Linked DNA regions of Hordeum vulgare: region 1 is linked to region 2. A link is a contact called in public Hi-C data. All regions are on one chromosome and are shown on one strand. The core of a region is the stretch at or near the end of the contact, and the rest is flanking DNA. Distances in the headings are between cores, read along the strand shown. Region 1 has its middle 40 kb from the start of LOC123443130. Region 2 holds the start of LOC123443127 (ABC transporter D family member 2, chloroplastic).

Region 1 (5,759 bases), core at 2,097-4,596, 340 kb before region 2:
AGAGCGGGAAGGCATCCGCTCATTTGGTACCGCCGGCGATGCAGTACGACGACGAGCCACCATTTCTATGTTGGAGAACCGCTTAGCACTATCGCATCTGCATTGAAGCATGTCCGGAGCTGTGATGTCCTGCTTGCGCTGCATTGGAGCACTGCACGTCGATGTCGCGACTGGAATGGAGCACCGCCACGCCCGTGTTACATCATTGCTGACTTTGGTTGGTGGAGCTGTGTTGCGTCGCGGAGCAGCGAGGGGCCATCGGCACCGCGTTGGAGCACCGTGAACCGATGTCACGGCTGCAATGGAGCACCACCACACCGATGTTGTAGCATCGCCGGCCTTCGTCAGTGAAGCTACAATGCGCCAACACAATGGAGCACCGCCGTGCCGGTGTCGCTGTTGCAATGAATCATGGTCGAAGCTTTGGCGGGCTGCTGGCACTGCATTGGGGCACCACGAGCTGGTCTCGTGGCTGAAGTGGAGCACCACCGGGGCTGCGATGTAGCACCGCCGCGCCCGAGTTGGCACTGCAATGGAGCATCGCGGCGCTACCGTTGCTGCCGAACACCCAACTCAGCCGACGAGGGGCGTGTGTGCTGCCATCGCTTGATGAGATGAGATCGATACGTCAACGAATCAAACGACTGTGGAGGGTGAGATCCAACGGCTGGGGACCCGACTAATTTCCCCTGGAAATCAGTCGGATGATTCGTAGCAACGGCCTAAGACATGTCAATACTAGTCTCACGAGTCCTTAGTAGCCTTCCAAGTGTGTTGTGATCTGATTTGACGTTAGTCTCCCAAGAGGATTTTCTCGAGGTTGATCTACATCGCCCTCGACTCCACTTGCACGGCGAGGATAACCAGGACAGCATAGTGTGCCACCAGATTCAGGTTCTAGGCTTTGTTCGATGACGTGTAATTTTCATCCCATGGCTGGTTTGAAATCAGCGCCGGGGCGGAGGTTATGTGCGGTTCCTTGACCAGATCTAGTATCATAGGCAAGGGTGCGACCGAAAGGTTCGGATTGCCGAGCTTAGTCCTTTGATGGTGGCGGTTTCAAAAATTGTTCACAATTTAAAAAATGTTCATAACTTTAAAATTTTGTTCATGAGTTTGAAATTTGTTCTCAATTCCAAAAATGTTCACAAATTTATAATTTTGTTTATGAATCTGAAATTTGTTCATGTTTCGGAATTTGTTCATGAGTTTGAAAAATGTTTGTGTTTTCAAATTTTATTCAGGAGTTTCAAAATTTGTTCATGATTCCAAATTTTGTTTTAGAATTTTGGTAAAAATGCCTCATCATCCAAAAAAATGTTCACGGTTTAAAGAAAATGTTCCTTTTTTCGAAAATGTTATATTTTTTCAAAATGTTGTTCACAAATATTGGAAAGTATTTGCGTTTCACTGAGCATTCCATCTTTCGGACAAAAATGCTTTTGAATTTCCTAAACTTATTCGGATCTACACATTGTGTTGGTTCTTTTAAGCTTGACGCTCCCATTTCGAATAGAGATGACTCCTAGCTGATGTGGTAGTAACAATTCTGTGCACGTTCAATGTCGATCGCTGTCTTCACGGGCCAGCCCAGTCGCGAACCCATCTGTGCAAAATGGTGACTCTTTGCCGGAGAGAGTGACATATAGGAGGTCGCCAATAGTGCAATGACTTTGTCTCACAAAAATAAAATTGTGCATTGACAGGCGGGATTTCCTATTGGCAGGTCATTGCAGCCAATTGTTGGTTCTTCGCACAAGGCGAGCAACCGAGCAACGTGTTTTGGGTCGGCCCACTTATGTTGATAGCTTGCAAACTGTCCAATCCGGTTTTGTGAACGTGAACTGAATTTTTGTTTCTTTTATCGTTTTTGTCATTTTTATTAACTTTTATATTTCTTTTTTTTATTTTAGTTTATTTTGTTTTCATGCTTAATTTTACTTTTCAACACATGTTTGCAGTTTTACAAACTGTCTAGGATTTTTTAAATTCGATTTTTTTTTAGAAAATTTTTATGTTGTTCAAATTGTTTCATAATTTCTAAAAGTACATGAATTTTTTAAGAAATGGTCATGTTTTAGTTTTATATTCAAAATTTCAAATATGATATTTTATTTTTGATAAATTAAAAAAATGTTCAGAAATTTAAAATGTTCTCATTTTCGGAAAACAGTTCAAAAATATCTAAAACTTTTCATGTTTTCATTTTTTTTGTTTTAAAAAAACGTGTGAGACTTTCCAAAAATGTTTGTGCTTCTGAATGTTCAGAAATTCATTGTTTTCCATATTATGAAAATATGTTCCGAATATTAGAAATCTGTGTGAAAAATTTGAATGTTGTTTGTGTTTTCAAAAAATGACAGGGAATTTCATCGTGCTTCTGAATGTTTTTCAATAATTCAATAAATATTTGATGTTTTTAAAAATGTTCGGAAATTTCAACAAAATATTGCGTTTTCAAAGGTTGTCCTATTAACAAATGTTTGTTCTAGAAATTCAATTATTGTTCACTTTTAAAAATATATTTAGGAACTTGAAAAAAAATCTGTCAGAAAATATTCATGTTTGTATTTTTATTTTCAAATTGGAAAATTTGCCAAAGTTTTTAACAAAATTATCGGATTTTCTAATATTACACATTGTTAAAAATGTTGACAAATTCCAAGGAAAGTTTGAAAAAAAAACTGCCCGTATCATGCCTTGGAATTTGTTAACAACGTAATGCTCCTCTTTATGCTTAGCTCTACTGGTTAGTTGCTCTCATACACAAGACAGAGGTCCAAAGTTCGAATCCTAGCGAGGCTTTGCGCGCTTCTCCATTTTTTAACATCGTTGTGTTACAGTTAGGGGTGGGCATAAAAACCAAAAGTCGAAGACCGAAGTCGAAAAAACCGAGGACCAATGCTTCGGTTGTTCGTTCGGTTGGAAAACTGTAGAAACCGAAAATATATCGGTAAGTTCGGTCGTTCGCGTTTGTTGACCGAATCACTGAATTAACCCAAATATTGGGTATGTATTGCTGGAGCCTAGCACATAAAGCCCAATAACCTACCAGCATTAATACCATCCAGTAACCGCAGAAAGTTTATCCCTGGTCTTTTCTCGGCCACAAACACACGCAGCCCTTTTGACTTATCCTAAGATTCCCTCGAGGCGTCCACACACGCAGGCCACGCATAAAACCAAATTTGAAAATAAACCAAGGCACCAGACCAAACTATTCGGTCTAACAGAATGCCCATGTCTGACTACAGTAGATGCAAACAGGCGTGCTTGCTACAACGCCCAGTATTGGGCCGGCCCAGTCTGGGGACTGGGGGTCCGTGCATGCATTGCATGGCTGTTTCACGCAAATGCGTCGAATAGGAGCTCGCATGACAAGAGTGTTGATTCGGTTGAAAGGCTCATCTGCACGTGCGTTGAAGAAAGAATTCAAAACAAATACTCAAAAAATTCAAAAAAATCTATTATTTTACATAGTAGACAATTTGATGCGTGAGGTGCGCTTAAATTTCAAATTATTTGAACATTTGAGTAACTTTCGGCAAAAGGACAAATTAGAGGTTTGTAAAAAAGTTTAGTGTTCATTTATTGTTCGGACCCAATTTTTTTTTTGAGAGCTACTCGTAAGTTTAAATTATCTGAAATTAAGAACGCACATCACACTTCAAATTATCTAGCATGCAAAAAAATGATTTTTTCTGTACTTTTTATAAAAAATAAATAACCGGATGGAGATGAGTCTGGTCTCAGAGATACCTTTTCACTTTCTTCGCAGTTCCAGGGGAGCTCGAAAAATTCCACGCAGGCGAGAACCGCGGTGGACGGCAGCTTCACGTCTCGGCCCTCCACCATTGACGGGCTGGCTTGGCAATGGCAGCGGTGTCCCTTTCACCTTATCTTACATCATTCCACACATTTCCCCGTAGTTTTCTCCAAGCAACTTCGTCCAGGATATTTATCCGATGTCGACTGATCCTAGTTGGAGTGTGATGTAATCACCAGAAACAATAATAGTCCTTTGATTCATTCACCGGTTGCGTGCCGGAGAAGGCTCTGGTGGCTGACTAGGCCGCCTGAGTACGTGCTCGCAGCTTTCGACACATGGGAACGATCCAACTGCGAACGAGGCATCGCCGGAGTGGCTGTCAGAGTTGTCATGGTCTTCTAGTCTTTGCTTATCTGATGAAGGTGCTGTTGTTTGAAAGGCACGCGGGCTACTATGATGATACCACAATGCAATACCACACACTAAATTTACAGAGAACGAGCTGTTCATGTTGCCCACAATGCCCAATGACATATCCGGTTCGTTTACTTGTCAAAAAACAGAGCAAGGAAGGGATGGAGGTCTTTGAGAATGCTCCCAGTTTAGGATATACTCCCTCCGTTCCTAAATATAAGAACTTTTAGACATTGTACTATAAACTACATACGGATGTACATAGACATATTTTAGAGTATAGATTTATTCATTTTGCTTCGTATGTAGTCTTCTAGTGAAATACTTAAAAGGTCTTATATTTTGAAACGGAGGGAGTACAATGTTATAACCTGTGTGTCCATATCTTATACGGAGGTGATTAGGGCATATTTCCAAGGCTCCCGGAGCTTCACTTCAGTTCAGTTTAGCATACACGGGATTCCACACGGAATGTGAGAGTACTCACATATGATCGAATCGCGACAAAGCCTTGCCTTTACGCCTATGGTCTTAGAAGCAGTGACTTTAAAAAATTACGCGGATCCGATATCCAATCAATTAATCCTACAAACCAACTAAACCGGGGAAGCTGAAACGGAAATGCAATTCTTGGGTGAGGGAAGGGGGAAGCTCGAGCTTCCTCGCTCGCTCAAATAGCTTCCTCCCTATTTCTCGAAACATGCCTTTGTCCAGCTTTATATATAAAGTAACAACCAAATAAAATACACGACCGAACGATACAAAGAGATGGTGTGGCCTTCAAACACTGCCGATCTCAAGATAACCAGACCACGTAGAACACATGCGACTATGCAATCGAAATAAAGTACACGATGAACTAAAGAAACACCGTGTTAAGCCCTATAACACCTAACCTCCACAAACAACGTCCCCCATTAGGGATAACAACGCTAGGTGTCGCCGTTGCCGAGTCTACATAGACAAAGGTTTTCACCGGAACTCAGACACAGAGAGGAGCACCATGACGACGTCTTCAAGAAGATAATGGCGTCCGCAAGCGTCGCCGTCGTCAGCGACAAAGCGCGGAGCTTTCGCTTGACAGCTCCCCCGAGTCACCATGAGGTCTTCAGGGCAAGCGGGAGGTGCATATAACTTCCACTTCCGGATCGGGGCACGACCATCGTCATCGACAGCGAGCGCGCCTGAGCCACCCGCAGCATCATCTCTCGCCGCCACACGACCAAGAGGTAATGCTATCCTCGCCGCTATGGTGCCCGTCAGAGAGCCAACCATGCGAACCTCCATCCAGGGCCGCCACCCCGGTATCCATGTCCAGGACTCCACCAACCGTCCACATCATGGTACACCTGCCACGGAAGGAGGAGAAAAAGGCGGCACCTTTGTTCCTAGCCCGACATCAGCCGCAGAGTGTGGGTTGACGCCTCCATGTTAAGTGGCATCCACGCCTGGATCCCCAGCCGTACCCGATGGACAAGGGAGACCCTACTCCGTGACTACCGACGGTCGTCGCCGAGCCCGCTCGCACGACGCCAGGACCATGGCCCTTGATGTCGATCTGGCCGGCAGAGTAGCA
Region 2 (5,507 bases), core at 2,599-5,098:
AATTCCCTCACGAGGGTATAAATATAAAAGCACTTTGTTCAGGGGTCCGAAAATCATCTTAGTTTGGATACTTTTTTCAGAAGTATATGTGTTCCATTCTTGTCAAAGTATAGGTTACAAGATGTACACACACCTAAGAAACACTGAAGGACACCTGGCCCCGCTCTTTTGCACAAATAACCCCCAACAAAGAAAACTACAAAAAAGGACGTGGTTACTAGGTGCAGTATATTTTAGTACAGTGGCAGTAGAACATTATGACTGTGTATGTAATACCAAAATTTTACTACAGCGTGATAAGAAAATGTAGTATTGATAAATTTACTGTAAACGTATAAAGCAGCATATTAATGTGAAATGTGACCTATGTAATACCACATCCAGAGAGACAAAGTTCTAGGCATTCAACATGCTTTTTTAGCTATGATGACATTTTATTTCACTCGCCGATCTTGCTGACGCTGAGGAGATTACGGCGACACCGCAACGTGTTGGTGGAGCAGATCTTGGACGAAGCAGAGATCTGGAAGTTAGTTGGCACTAAGCGAATGGCGCGCACAACCACCTACTATACTCCTGGTCAGAATTTTGGCTCAGGCTCTTTTGCGTGGCTTTGTGGCAGATTCAGGCTGCAGTTTTCATAGTTGGTTGTTAGCCTTTTGGTCATGTTTTGGGTCATAATCACCTGTGGCGTTCTATCTTCTGCGCCTTCTCAGTGTTTCTTCCGATGCAAAAATATACACTCTTTGCAGCTACTTAGCAGGCTTACCTACTGATAAATGACCCAATGGTGGCTTTCAAAATGTCGGAACAAGGAAAGTGGAGCAAAACAAAAGGGAATATAATGCCATAGACAGGCTATACAAGCAATGCTTACAGTTAGGTTTTGGTAAGCCCTCCTGAACCGATCCAACAGAAGTTGCAATTCATTTTCCTCACCACCATAAAAGGCAATTGATTCAGCATTTTCTCTAACACGGACAAGCCCGTAACGGAAATCAGCTTCTTTCTTTTCTTGCATGAAGTTCAAGTTGACCAAACTCTGTCAACACAAGCATGACCAACTATTAGTTACATGAATAACGAAAGAATGTGAACAATTATATCTATTTTGATTCAAGTTATAGATAAATAACACTGGTAAAAGCCTTACCTTACCAAGGAAGACACTAATAGCGGTCCCTCCAAGAGAATAAACGATAAGAACAACGAATAATGGTGGATAGATTCCATAAAGGATATTACTGAATGATACCAAATCCACGACAGCGTTGAGAAGTGTCAGGGAAAACGCAAGCGCAGTTCCAGTAAATGCACTTAGATCATCATTGATCCGCTGGTCTGGATTATCTATTAGTGATTGAGACTGAATCTTGTAGAATGTTCTGTTCTTAAAGTAGCGCTTCATGTAATAACTTGTCATCCATGATCGCCATCTTAAAGAGAGGGTTTCTCTTGCATAGTCCCTCAAGACAAAGAACTGTATAGCAGTGCAAGCAGGAGGTTGCAAATCAGAACATAAGTCTATTAAGAGGTACACTATTTGGTGAATCTGCAACATGAGAAGCAAAGTAGCGAATACAGTTCCTAAGAGATCAAATGTTCAATTGTGAAATTGTGTAGTACTTTTACCGGGAGTCCGGGACCTTTTGCTAAATAGAAGAGATAACCAGGTAGATTTCAGGTAAAACATCAACAATATATTTAGCTAGAGTCTCTTAAACAGAACATTGTGGATCTAGACAACCCTGGAAAGGATACCTATCATGATATACAAACCACTGATACTTAACACAGAAAACCGCAGCTATATTCCCTCTGTAAATACTAGTCATTGATTGTTAAACAGGATAGTGCACTGATGGAGAAAAGATTACTCATAAGGTAACATCATCCAATATTATCACTATTCAGTCTATTCATGTCAAGGTGCTGCAAATAGCAGCTTGAAGAGCAATACCTACAAAAGGGCAGCAATATGCTCACCGGAACTCCTACAGCGAAACCTCCCAAGTAGTACAGCAGTTGCTTGGTAAATTGTTCCTGATCCTTGTCTTCAAAGAGACACCACTAAATATGTGTTAGCCAGTAAAAACATAAGATGAAGTACGTCCACTTTGAATTATATGACATGACACCTTCAGTTACACCCATAACTGAAAAGGCTGAAAAATTACTTCTTGTCTACTTGGACATTGCAGATGACATCCAAAGATTCAACTGAGGTATGTCCTCTTTAGTAGGAAAAAGTGTTAATCGCTCCCTCTCCTACCCTCTATCTTAATCACGTGCACTAGCAATTATGTGTGTGTATTTCTTCAGAGCACTAACATTCAATCTACCAGTTCATAACAGTTTTAACAGAAGGCGAAACATACCAGCAAGGGCGTTGTAGAAATCACGGCCCAGAAAGTTGAATCCAACACTGATCCCTGTAGTCGCCAGCGTGAGAGCAAATACACCAGCAAGCTGCAGCCTTGCTTGGACCTTATCCTCTGACCACCAGTAAGGCGCGGCAACTTTCCAAAATCTTCTAGCTAGAGTTTTGAGGTCTGTGCCAGCTCTCTATCAGCATGAGATGAAGGAAATGTGCATTCATTAGCAACCCAATAAACAACAAACCAGCAACTAGCACAAGAGGCGCCGACATTTGCAGAGTGACATGCACAACGTCCAAAATGTCATTCGCTGCAGGTATAGAATGTTGAACACAGGAGGCTGGCTCAAAGCAACTCTAGATCCAGCAACTGCAGCTAATAGCGCGATGTGGAATTGCATTCAAGAACAACGATCCTTAATCCTATACTGTCAGTTTGACCGTACAAAATCAGCCTTATTGAAGCACATTGCAGCGACATCGCAATAGCAAAGCAGACAGGCTGGCATTTTGCTTATGCACGCCTAAACAATACTCTAAAATCACGACAAGAATTATGGAACGGAGTGAGGGAGTATTATGTATGCTGAACCTGAACTGCAAACCCGTGGTTGCAGATCGCACCACGAGGAGTGTGTGTCCATTGCAAAATCTAACAATGCGGCAGGACGCTAACAGTCCTTTTAGACACTTCAATAGGCGACTAAATACGAAACAAAATAAGTAAATCTACACTCTAAAATATGTCTATATACTTTACATCCATACATAGTCCAATAGTGTTATCTCTAAAAACGACTTATAGGAGTATTTAAGAAGAGAGGGAGTAGAAGCCAGTTGCAACACAGACCTAAAGCCCACAAGGAAAAGTAGGAAGAGTAAAAACATAGTGCTGGTTACTAAGCTCAAAGCGGAGCACCGAGCAGAGAAGACCACCATAATCACCTTGTCCTCGCCTCCTGGAGGAGGACCAGGGGAGTCGCTGGAGGCCTCTCCTGCGGCGGCGGCGGCGGCCGCCGCCCTCCGTCGCCCGCGGCGGCGCATGGCGGGGGGCGCCAAGGACCGGCGGAAGGGCATGCCGAAGCGCGGCGACGCGGAGTGGCCGAGGCCGCGAGACAGCGGCCGCGGAAGCGATGGTGGTGGTTGCGGAGCAGGCCAAGTGGTGGGGAAGCAGCAGCATGTGGGCAGGACGAGTAAGTGCATCTTCCTCGCCCACCTTTTTTTTTAAATCGTTTCTCCCCCACGTCAGAGGAGATGCTCGTGCTCGTCGTGGCAAGCGAGTAATGGCGAGCGCCGTGGACCACGGCGGCGGGCGTGGGAGGCGGTACTGGCGGAGCAGCAGAGACGTTACGGTTCACGCTGCTTGGAATCCACCCGCGGGAGGCGGACGGGTCGCTGACATCCTGGCCACCCGAGGATAGTGGCCCAGCTGCAGCCACCCGAACGAGCATGCCCGTCTCCTGGAGGACGACGACATGGCGTGGAGGTGGTGGTAACAAGCAGCAGCACCACACGTATCCTATCTTCTGAAAATGAAAACAGAAACAGCACGTACACGACGGAACACCAGCAGTAACAGAGAAGATCAGTTAAATAAGCTGTTCATATCAGCAAATGCATTGCATCAACAATTGGGCATTTTCTTTCCTATTGGATTCCTTTTCCTTTCTCTTCTTTTCTTTTTCACAGAAAGAAAGCATCAATTTATTACAGCAATGAAGAATTTACAATGCCTGGCTGCCAGTTAAACTGCTTTTTCTTTTCTCTAGCCTGGTAACACCTTCCTCGCTATCTAGCAAAATTATATATGTGACTAAAATACAAAGAAAAACACACGCTGGTTGCATGATGACTGACGGCCATGCACAAGATGATGAAAGAATCTTGGATGAATGTGGCGCTTCGCCACTGTAATTGGGGTTGGTTAGTCCTTGTGAGCAAGCACTTCAGTTCATGTACCCACGGCAGTTAGGAGCTTTACACAGGCAGGGAACCTTTCGATCCTCCGACTCGTCGGGGTCAAACTTGTAGTCATACCTGCGCAACAGAGCAAGAAATAGAGGGCCTCAGAACATCAATTGGTTGCACATTTCGTTTTTCGGTGTGTACATAAATCACAAAGTGGTGGACAGGGTTATGAAGGAGTTACGTCAATTCTTCTCCGGCTGAAACATCTCTTCTGGCAATCAGAATTATTTGGCTCTTGTTGTCGCCAACGCTCACGATCCTCGCGTAGCAGTTAGGCATGCACTGCAAACGTGACGAGTATGTTGGTTACCATTTCATGGGGTTCAACAAGATGCAGGTGTGAGAGCATGATGAAGGTTTACCGAGTGGTTAATTATACGGGCGATGTTTCCTCTCTCCGTAGCATCAATCACAACATCTTCGCTTATTTTGAACAGCTGCGGCAGCAAAATAATAATTCACCACGTCAGAACATCAAACTATACAGTTTTTATGTGATTCTAGTTGGTTCTACACTTGATCAAATTGTCATCAAGAAAAAGTTGCATGACGGCAATTAGTCATACCAGTTACAGTTCAAGTTGAAAGAAGAGAATCGACTAAAACAGTACAAAAAGGAAAGTATAAAAGTAACTCACGTAGCAGTCTTTATTTTCCTTGTGATATCGTGCTTCCCTCAAATCAGCAACACTGCGCCTGACTTGGTCCCCGCGATACTCGATAACCTGGAACAAGTTTGGTTAGCTCACAAATTAAGAACAGATTCCTCACAAATGGGGTGTATTTAAATAAGTGCTTCAATAACATTTGCATTGATTACCATTTGCCCCTCTTGAATTTTCCTAACAGCAAAGAGCCCCCATCCATGTACTCCAGATCGACCACAAGAGACCCTCTTATTTTCAGTTCTCTGAAATGATCAAACATATGTTTATTGGTTTGCTCATATAGTCTTTAATGAACCACGATCGTTCAGAAAGTAAACCTGTAAATATTGAAGCCTTTCTTTGAACGTAGCAAAAGGTCGGTCATCCTTCTGGTCCTGCTGACAAGGAAATAAGATGCCTAAATGTTTCTAGCATCCAAATGTAACTTCAAAAAAAGAAGTGGTGATGCTAAGGACCAGGCAATTACCATGTATGTGTTCAAAGCCTCAATCAAA

What was found. Hi-C and Micro-C count contacts between places; a contact is called where the count stands out from the background.
Region 1: a contact with region 2 is called in a Hi-C map of leaf, with 6 times the contacts expected there. The contact joins the enhancer-like site here to the promoter of LOC123443127 in region 2. A contact is called at or near these places in 4 of 6 Hi-C or Micro-C datasets (leaf, seedling and an unstated tissue).

The regions. Positions count from the first base shown.
Region 1 is chr3H:101,985,483-101,991,241 of MorexV3_pseudomolecules_assembly, reverse strand. No RefSeq gene overlaps it. Among protein-coding and RNA genes, the nearest start is that of LOC123443130, 40 kb to the left of the region's middle. Within about 2 kb of position 3,346, at least 3 of the 3 cell types and tissues checked have open chromatin away from gene starts, as enhancers often do. A contact at or near this core is called in leaf and seedling, where this site is marked.
Region 2 is chr3H:101,647,828-101,653,334 of MorexV3_pseudomolecules_assembly, reverse strand. It overlaps LOC123443127 (ABC transporter D family member 2, chloroplastic), which reads right to left and starts at 3,848. Exons shown (of 10, transcript XM_045119400.1): 1 at 3,323-3,848; 2 at 2,379-2,565; 3 at 1,987-2,054; 4 at 1,154-1,480; 5 at 878-1,042. The coding sequence starts at 3,580. It overlaps LOC123443126 (histone-lysine N-methyltransferase ATX4-like), which reads right to left. Exons shown (of 22, transcript XM_045119399.1): 16 at 5,480-5,507; 17 at 5,331-5,387; 18 at 5,166-5,255; 19 at 4,984-5,070; 20 at 4,708-4,782; 21 at 4,527-4,627; 22 at 3,951-4,414. The coding sequence ends at 4,324.